Regions from separate parts of the Oryctolagus cuniculus genome. Here region 1 is linked to region 2. The links are chromatin contacts, called in public Micro-C maps. All regions are on one chromosome and are shown on one strand. Each heading gives the region's core, a stretch centred on a gene start, on an enhancer-like site or on the middle of the called end of the contact. The rest is flanking DNA. Distances are from core to core; before and after follow the strand shown.

The links. A called contact is a pair of places that touch in the nucleus more often than the background predicts.
Region 1: a contact with region 2 is called in a Micro-C map of ear pinna, with 1.9 times the contacts expected there. The contact joins the enhancer-like site here to the promoter of GAB1 in region 2. A contact is called at or near these places in 2 of 6 Hi-C or Micro-C datasets (ear pinna and psoas muscle).

The regions. Positions count from the first base shown.
Region 1 is chr8:21,286,994-21,291,158 of mOryCun1.1, forward strand. No RefSeq gene overlaps it. Among named protein-coding and RNA genes, the nearest start is that of GAB1, 48 kb to the left of the region's middle. Within about 2 kb of position 1,863, at least 2 of the 8 cell types and tissues checked have an H3K27ac peak or open chromatin away from gene starts, as enhancers often do. A contact at or near this core is called in ear pinna, where this site is marked.
Region 2 is chr8:21,237,785-21,242,190 of mOryCun1.1, forward strand. GAB1 (GRB2 associated binding protein 1) reads right to left here and starts at 2,957. Exons shown (of 10, transcript XM_017347322.3): 1 at 2,825-2,957. The coding sequence starts at 2,896.

The DNA of each region.
Region 1 (4,165 bases), core at 613-3,112, 48 kb after region 2:
CCGAGGTACATGGAAGTATTGGAAGTACAGGGTACATGAAAAAGTTCATAGGAAAATGGATTTAATAGACAGTGCATATTTTTCATGTACTTATGGAACACCCCTCTTATTGGTAAGAAGGGGTTAATTTCTTGGCTAGGAATGTTTACCTCCAAGACTTTTATGAGATGGATTTCTTCGTGTACAGAACAGAGGACACTGGTACAATTAAATGGGCTTTATGACCTTGGATGGGAAATCACATCAGGCTTCTGGAAAACTCAGGAGCTGGAGGGGAGCTCTGTTGATAAAGGAGATAATATGGGCTTTGGATGGTAGAAGTTGAGCAGGAAAGGGAAACTGGGAGACGGGGTCGTGTAAACCCCGCATCACCTACCTTATAATGTTATCCAAGGACCTGGTAGTAGGAATCACTTCTTGACGTTGAGAAAAACCTGGAAATTATTTATTTCTCACTCAGTGTCTGAGTGGTTGAAAATAAATTAGTGTAGAGCTGTTTTGAATTTTCCCCTTTCCTGTAGGTAATTAGAGGGATCTGGTGGAGAACACAGTGACTTTGAAGTGAAATGGGCTCTGGTCTTTATTCTGGCTCTACCACTAATGTGCTCTGTGATGCTGGGTATAGGACTTAATCTCCCTGAGCGCATTTTTCCTCGTGTTTTATAGAAGACCCTGCAATATTCCCCATCTCGCAGGATTGATGTGAGATCTACATAATTGTTTGAAAGTAAGTTTAGGAAGCAAGCAGGAAATTTTCAGAAAATACTGTATTTCTTTCCCACAATGCCTCATTTCGTATTGGAATTTTGCATGGACAGGCTCAGAGTGCAAAGCAGGACAACAGGGCTGTTCTTGACAGGGTCCTCCCGAGCTCATCAGCAGCCAGCACCTCCCGGGCTCCAAGGCTGACTCATTCTCTCAGGGGACCAGGGAGCAGAAGAAATGGTTTTTGGTTGGCTGCCCACTGGAGCAGAGCCTCTCCAGAGCTGCCCCAAGCCCAGGGCGTTTTTCTGGAATGGGCCCAGCCATGAATGGAAGAGACCTGGCTTCTCTGTGTTTGGCTGGCTTTGGAGTTTCCACAGAATCCTGCCAGGGTCCTTCCAGAGCCCTGCCAGAGGTGAGATGCCATTCCCCTCGTCCTCAAAGCAGTTATGTTAATTAATCAAGACGTTTGGAATAGGACTTCTCCCAGTAGAGGATATTTCCCACAAACATTCCAGACTGGAATATAGCTTCCAAGAAAAAAATATTTTAAATGTCCTAACCCCTAAAACTTTATAAATTATCGTTCAAGCTAGAAGCAGTGACGATTTGTATGTGTTTCTAAATAAATGTCATTTGAGGTTAGAAAAAATCAATAGTTATCCTAGCAACCATCTAGTGCATTATAGAATTAACTTTAGCTTCTCTAATTTGCATGGTTAAAATCATTTTCAGAAACCATGAGTCTAAAGAGGAAAAGGAATCCAAGAGTTATTGTGTGTCAGTGTGTTGATCATATTTGTGTCTGTTTCTCTGGGATGGTCAAACAGTTCTATGATATTTTTAGTAGATGTGTTCATTTCTTTATTTGATTGTAAATATTTTTGCAAAATGTCATTCATCTGGCAAGCATGTGACTAGCAACCCATGAATGGCACATCTAAGCTTAAGGTTAAACCTTCTACAGAATGAAGATCAAAAACTGGGTCAGCATGACAGGGGCTGTAGTTTCTTGGGGAGGAGGAGATTAACATTTTTTTCTCTGCTGCTTGGAACATTCGTTGGAGGCAAGTGGCAATTATTTGGCTTTTCAGATAGTTAACTTGCTTTTACTTTTCTTTTCTTGCCATGCGGCTAGTGCAGTGAAAGATGGGTTGAGATAGCCTGTCAATTAGAAAAGAAACCCAGACCTTTGCGAAAGGGAGAGGCTGGGTGGATGTTTTTGCCCTTGTGTGGAAGTGCTATGTCAGAGCTGCAAACAACGCCTGAGTGTAGGTTAACAGAGATTCTCAAAGTGTGGCTGTATTTGTCTGTCTTTATTACTTTAACTAGAGTACCCAAGTGGAGCTGATAGGGTGACAGATACTCAGCTGGGTAGACAGGGACCAGGGTGGGTCCTTCCTGCTCTCTGGACGTGAGCCCTGGAAGAAATGAGGGAAATCAAGTAATTGACTTCCATGATTGGAGACTGAACTTTCACCCAATTACCATAGCCAAGAACCAATCAGAACAGTCACTACATAGTTTCTCATTTGCATCTTTCCCAGACCAACCATGAGCACTTCCCCTTTCTGGTCCTAAAGGAGATCTAGGCAGGTTCTCCTAACAGCTACCCTGTCCTCAGAACCCCTCCTGGTGCTGCTGGGAACTTATTCTTTCACTTAATAAACTTTGTGCATGTGCCTCATCCTTCATGATCATGAGACAGAGAACACAGCAGAGAGTAAGTGGTGTAACACAAAAAAGCTGTGACACTTCTAAAAATTCAGTGGAAAGAAAAACCTGCGACAGAAATTCTTGGTAAAGAAAAGGCTTATTTCAATTTATAATTTTGAGGTTATAGTTCAGGACTGGGCAACCCCATAGTTGGTGTCTGTGGCAGCTGGACATGGCACATACAGAGGAACAGTCTTAGATTAAGCTAGGAGGCAGAGAGAGCTAAGCAGAACTAGAAGTCAAATCATCAACCCTCTCATAAGAACTAGCCTCCAAGGGAATGCCCCCAATGACTTAAACACCTCCCACCAGACTCACTTCTCACATGCTTTACAATTGTCCACCCTTAAACCACTAACCATTGATGTTAAGAGACTATTAAGAGATGTTCAACGTCTATGTGAATTTTGGGGAGACAAGACCTACTCAACCCACACAATTCTGCCCCTTGCTCCCCAGACTTGTATCCTTATTGCATGCAAAACGCAATCAATTCCACCCCAAAAGTCCCAAATGCTTAACTCTGATGAATATTAATTTAAAAGTCCCTTTTCCATAATCTCATCAAGGTGTTCTCTGTCTGGCATCTTCATGCTTTGTTGAGGGCTGGGATCCCAGAGATTTGGGCAGCCTTGCCCTTACAGCTTTGCTGGTCACAGCCAGTGTTTCAGTCCTTGCAGATGCAAGTCTCATATTTGCAGCTCCACGAGGCATTGCCCTAGCAGGGGCTCCTTGTAGTGACTCTTCCCTTGGAATTGAACTCTGTTTAGATTCCCTGTTTTTCTGAAACACCTTTGGAAATCTAGGGGTAAGCCGCCATACCTCCCCCGCCTTATTGGTCTTTGCCCACACGGCTGCTCTCTGAAGAGCACTCTAATACTTCTGGCTTTCCCAGGCTGTTCTGCCCCACTCTTGTAGCTTCCCATGCCTCCTGTTTGGTGGTGCCTCTGTTTTTTGGGAGGGGGCGGTTTCCTCTGCAGCTCCCCTCTCGCAGCTCCACTACACGTTGTTCCGTGCATGGACTCCTGCCCTGCAGCATCCCTCTGCTGGGCCTCCCAGGCTTTCCTTTGGAATCTCAGTGGCGGTTGCCAGGACGCCACAACGCTTGGATTCTTCATACTTGCAGAAACAGCACCACGTGGACAATAACAGTGTCTTCCAGCTACAGGAGCCTGGCTTGGGCATGGCAAGCCAGACTCTGGAGAGAAGAGTGCCCAAGGATTCCTTCCTGAAAGGAGTCCACCTTAGATCTGTGATCATCTGATGGACCTGTGATAGGAAAGCCCCAAAGATCTCTAAAATGTCTTCGGGGTCTTTCTTCTACTGTCTTATTCATTAACACGTGGCTCTCTTTGCCTAAACTTCTCCCTTTAGTAAACAGTTTCTCTATGGTGTTTTCCTGTCCACAAAACATGACTTTGTCTTCATTTCTCTTCTGGCTAATGTGCATCTTTTTCCAAATCTTCCATCTGAAGATATTTTGTTCCTTTTTGCTCCTGACTCTCTCTGAAAAGCTTACTAGGAGAAGCCACTAACATTCATGCTGCAGCTGGAACACTTGGCTGCCCTAAAATTTTCTTCTAACAAACAACTGAATCCACTGTCTTTAAATGCAATTTTGCACCAGATCTCAGGACGTGAACACAATACAATCAAGTTCTTTGCCACCTTGTAACATGGTGATCTTCAGTCCAATTCTCAATAGAATTCTTATTTCTCAGTGAAACCTCATCAGCATGGCCTTTAC
Region 2 (4,406 bases), core at 1,707-4,206:
ATCTCCATCTCCATTACCAGTGTAGAAACAAACCAAAAACCTATTGCCACAGCAGGCAACACTCTCCACTGCTGCAAAACAATTTAGGAACTCACTGCCTCAACTATTTCTAGGATTTCAATCTACATTGAGCTTGTTTCTCAAAGTATCTATAAAAGGGCCAGTGTTGTGGTACAGCAAGTAAAGCTAATGCCTGCAACACTGGCATCCCATATTGGCAATGGTTTGAGTCCCAGCTGCTCTACTTCCCAAACAGCTCCCTGCTAATGTGCCTGAGAAAGCAGGGGAAGATGGCCAAATATATTTGATGATATTTGTTATGTGGGCCCCTGCCACCCACATGGGAGACCCAGATGGAGTTCCTAGCTTCAACCTGGCCAAGTCCTGGCCAATACAGCCATTTGGGGAGTGAACTAGCAGATAGAAGATCCCTGTCTCTTCTCTCTCTCTCTCTCTCTAACCTCTCTTTCAAAGAAATAAATAAATGTTTAAAAAATAATCTATAAAATATCCATACCACTCAACTCGGGTACTGCTGGCTGACTTTTTCACATATGCTTATCTCATCACCCCAAAGACTCGGAAAGCTACTTGAAGGCAAAGACATCAGCACTGTGTCCCTAATCTACAGCCTGCCTGTTCTTTGCATTCTCAACTCATATTCACAGAATCACAGACTATAACTTGAATGGACCTTCAGAGATGACCTAGTCTGAGCTCCACATCTGAATGAGCCAGATGAAGTCACCAACCTTTAAACCTCAGTCAGGCAGGCAGATTTGGGCTCCAAATCCTACCTCTGGCACACTCTGGTTATATAGCCTATTTTGTGTAAAACAGAGATAAAAATCTACCTCAGAAAAATGGTTTAATCATCAAATAAGATCAAATACATTTTTTATTGTATTCCAAAGGCAGAGAAACAATGAGCGACACATAGAGATTTTTCCATCCACTGGTTCATGCCCAAAATGCCTGTGACAGCCAGCGCTGGGTCAAGCTGAAGCCAGGAGCACAGAATGCAATCCAAGTCTCCCATGTGGGTGGCTGGGACCCGAGACCTGAGCCACTATCGACTGCCTCCCTCAGTGCCCAAGAGTAGGATGCTGGATCAGAAGTGGAATAGCAGGGACTCAAGCTGGGTACTCAGATATGGGAGGGAAGCTCAAACAGCATCTTAACTGTTCCACCAAATGCATACAAATATAAATATATATATATTTACTTTTTTAGTCCTTTTAAAGATACAATCTTTTCGGTTGATTTTCTTCCTGGTTACTATTATCTTAAACTGCAAGCGTAAGAGGCAAGGCTTTTTCCTATAGGATTTCCTAACCTTATGGTTGGTGCCTAGTACAGTCTTGATGTCTTTTGAGTGAGTCATGAAGCAACCATGCAAAAGAAAGCATTAAACTCCACTACCACTAGCGAGTTGCGTGTTACTCTTTAGTTCTCCCAAGAACCTCATCTCTTAGGTCCATGTCTTTCCTAAACTGTGCCTTCTCAAAACAAACATATCTACCTTCCAACTCCTCCTCTCTGTCACCCATGAAAGCTTCTCTTCAGAACTGAAAGCTAAAACAAACACAAAGCAAACAACCCTGCCCCTGCCTCTCTCAAATTTTTAGCATCAAGTGTGTGCATCTTTACCAAAATATTCGGGCAAACTATGATAGACAGAGCCAGGATTTGGAAGCGAGTCCCTCCGCAAAATTAGCTGTCCATAACAAACGGAAAGTAAACCAGAAACTCACTGGGGAGCTGTCAGTGAAGTTAAATATCACACTTCACTCTCTGCTATGCAAGTAAACAGTGACTAACAGGATTAACCGGAGCTCCATACCAACTGTAGATGTTCTTTAAAAAAAAAAACAAAAAAAAACAGGTTCCATCCACGCAGGTAGTGCCTCAAGCTTACGGGAGCATTTGTTTTGCTTTTGAAAACACAACTTACAGAAAGTCATGTTTCTCCAGATGCCAGGACAGAAGTGTCATTTCTTCCCTTTGCAGGGGCCAGCGACCAACGAACCAATGGGGAGGAGGAATACCAGAGCCCTTTAGAGGACAGGGATTCCCACTACAGTGAGGCGGAGTCTTTCAAGGAATATTTCTCCCAATAGCTACGACGACTTGACACACAGTGTGCGTCTCGTATCTATTACACAAATACCATGTAAGCCACTCCGGTGCCCTGGGAAGGGACTGCAACACACAGAAATCCCTCGTGGCTTCAGCGGGGCATGACAGCGCGACCAAGGCGCCCAAACACCAGCCACTAGGCTCCCCCCAGCGCACGCAGCCGCCAAGGTTCTCGGGCCAAACCCCAGTGCCTCTCAATTCCAACCGCGAAAATGCGAACCCTGCTCGGCCAACGCCAGGGCGCCTAAGAACTTTGCTTTTTCTACGCCTTTTGCAGGTCTCTCCTATCAATGTCGCAGGTCCGCCTGGAGGGGCAGGAGCCGGGAGCGTGGACTAAAGGGAGGAGGGCTGGGGGCAGTTTTCCTAGTGCGCGAAATGTGGGGGCACAGCGGCGGCTATCAAGAAAGGTGACCGCCCCTCTCGTCGTGGCCCCCTACCCCGGCTAAAAGCAAGAAGGAAACCAGGCAGCGGCGCTCAGCTGGAAACGCCGGGCCCTCCGAGGGGACGCCGAGGCCCGCGAAGCAGGGCCGGCTGGGATCCAAAGCAGCAAAGTTGCTGGCCAAGTGGAACCAGGGCGAGCGTGAACAGCACCCGGTCCCGAGGCTGCCAGGGGCCGGGGGGGAAAGAGGCCGAGATGGGCGGCCCCGAGGAGGGGTGTGGGCGCGGCGGCCGGGGCTCTACTTACATAACGCTTCAACTTTTTCTCCGGCGGGGACTTGCGGAGCCATCCCGAGCAGACCACTTCGCCGCCGCTCATGGTGCCCGATCGAGAGCCCGGTGGGCGCGCTCCCGACACAGCCGACACGCACCCCGGGCCGTCGGGGCTGGCCGGCTCCGCGGCTCGCTGGCCCGGCGCGATCGAGCCTCTCTCCTCCTCAGGTCAGCAGGCGGGAGCGCAACGTGAGCCGCGGTTTCCGCGGGGCCGAAGGCGCGCCGGCCTCCTTTCAGTGCGCCCACCTCGGGGTCCCGCCGGCCGCCGCTTCAAGCAGCGTTTGGGCTCCGCGGGACTCTGCCCGGACACGGAGCCGGAGCCTCGGGCCCCCTGCGCTCCGCCCCCTGGGAACAGGACCTCCGCCAGCAGCTTTCCGAAACAAGACAGCAATGCACAGGCACACACACAATGCCCAGTCCCGCGCGTCCGCTCTCGGTCTCGGTGCGCCCGGCGCGATCTCCTCCTTCCCTCTTCCCCGGAGGAGGGCGGGTCGCTGCTCCGCGGCGCCCGGGCAGCCGAGAGGAAAAGGAAAAAGCCGCGAGGCTCCCGCGGGCAGCGGACGCAGGGCAGGTCCCGCGCCGGCGAGGGAGCCGCCGATTCTGAGGCGAAGAGCGAGCGGGCGGGCAGGCGCAGGGGAGTCGGGCGCTTGAGAGGTCGCGGGTCCGGGCGGAGGGTGGGTCCACTCTCGCGGCCGCCGCGGAGGGCGGGGAGCGGCGGAGGAACTGGGCGCTCGGCGGCGCGGCTCCAGGGAGGGATCCCACTGTCCCGTCCCCTCGCGCTCCTCCCCCGCCGCCTCCCCCACCCCGGGGCGCGCGGCTCCGCGCCCGCTCCCGCTCCCTCCCTCTCCGGCCTGCGAGCTCCCTCTTCCTCCGCCCCTTCCCACGGTCGGGCCCAGCTCCGTTGTGTGCCCAGACTTTCTCTTAAACTCCGCCGGAGCGCTTCCAGCCACAACAACAAGGGCCAGGGAGGAGGAGACCGACGGAGGGAGGGAGGGGACGAGGGAGGGAGGGCGCGGGAGTCCGAGAGGCACCCTGGGATCTGTAGTTCGGGGAAGCTGGAGCAGGGTCCCCGGCCGCCCCGCGGCCCCCAGCCGGCTCCCAGCCCGGGAAGGCGGCGGAGGCCTGGGCCGAGGGCGACGCCGCGGGGGCTCGGCTGCGGGGCGGAGCGAGGGACGTCCGAATGTCCGGTCCTGGGTTTGCCATCTTGACTGAGTCCAGGTGTCAGTTGGGAATCCAACTGGTGCCAGCGATCAGAAGTTTTGTTTTTTTTTTCTTTTGGAGGTTGCGGGGCGGGGGTGGGGGGTGGGGTGCACTACTTGACAGCCTGAAAAGAAAACCGGCCTGGAGGGAGGCAGCGATGCCGCGCACCGCAGCCGCTCGGGACTGAAGGGCTGGGACCGCAGGGCGAGGCGCGGGGGAGCGCGCCATGGCGACCAACCTGCAGGCGGAGGACCGAGGGGACCCACCGGGGTTGGCGCGGGGTGGCCTCGGTGGAGTTCTGTTGGAGGGCTGGAGGCGCTGAGCGGGGCCACAGGACATGAATGGGTCTGACTCTG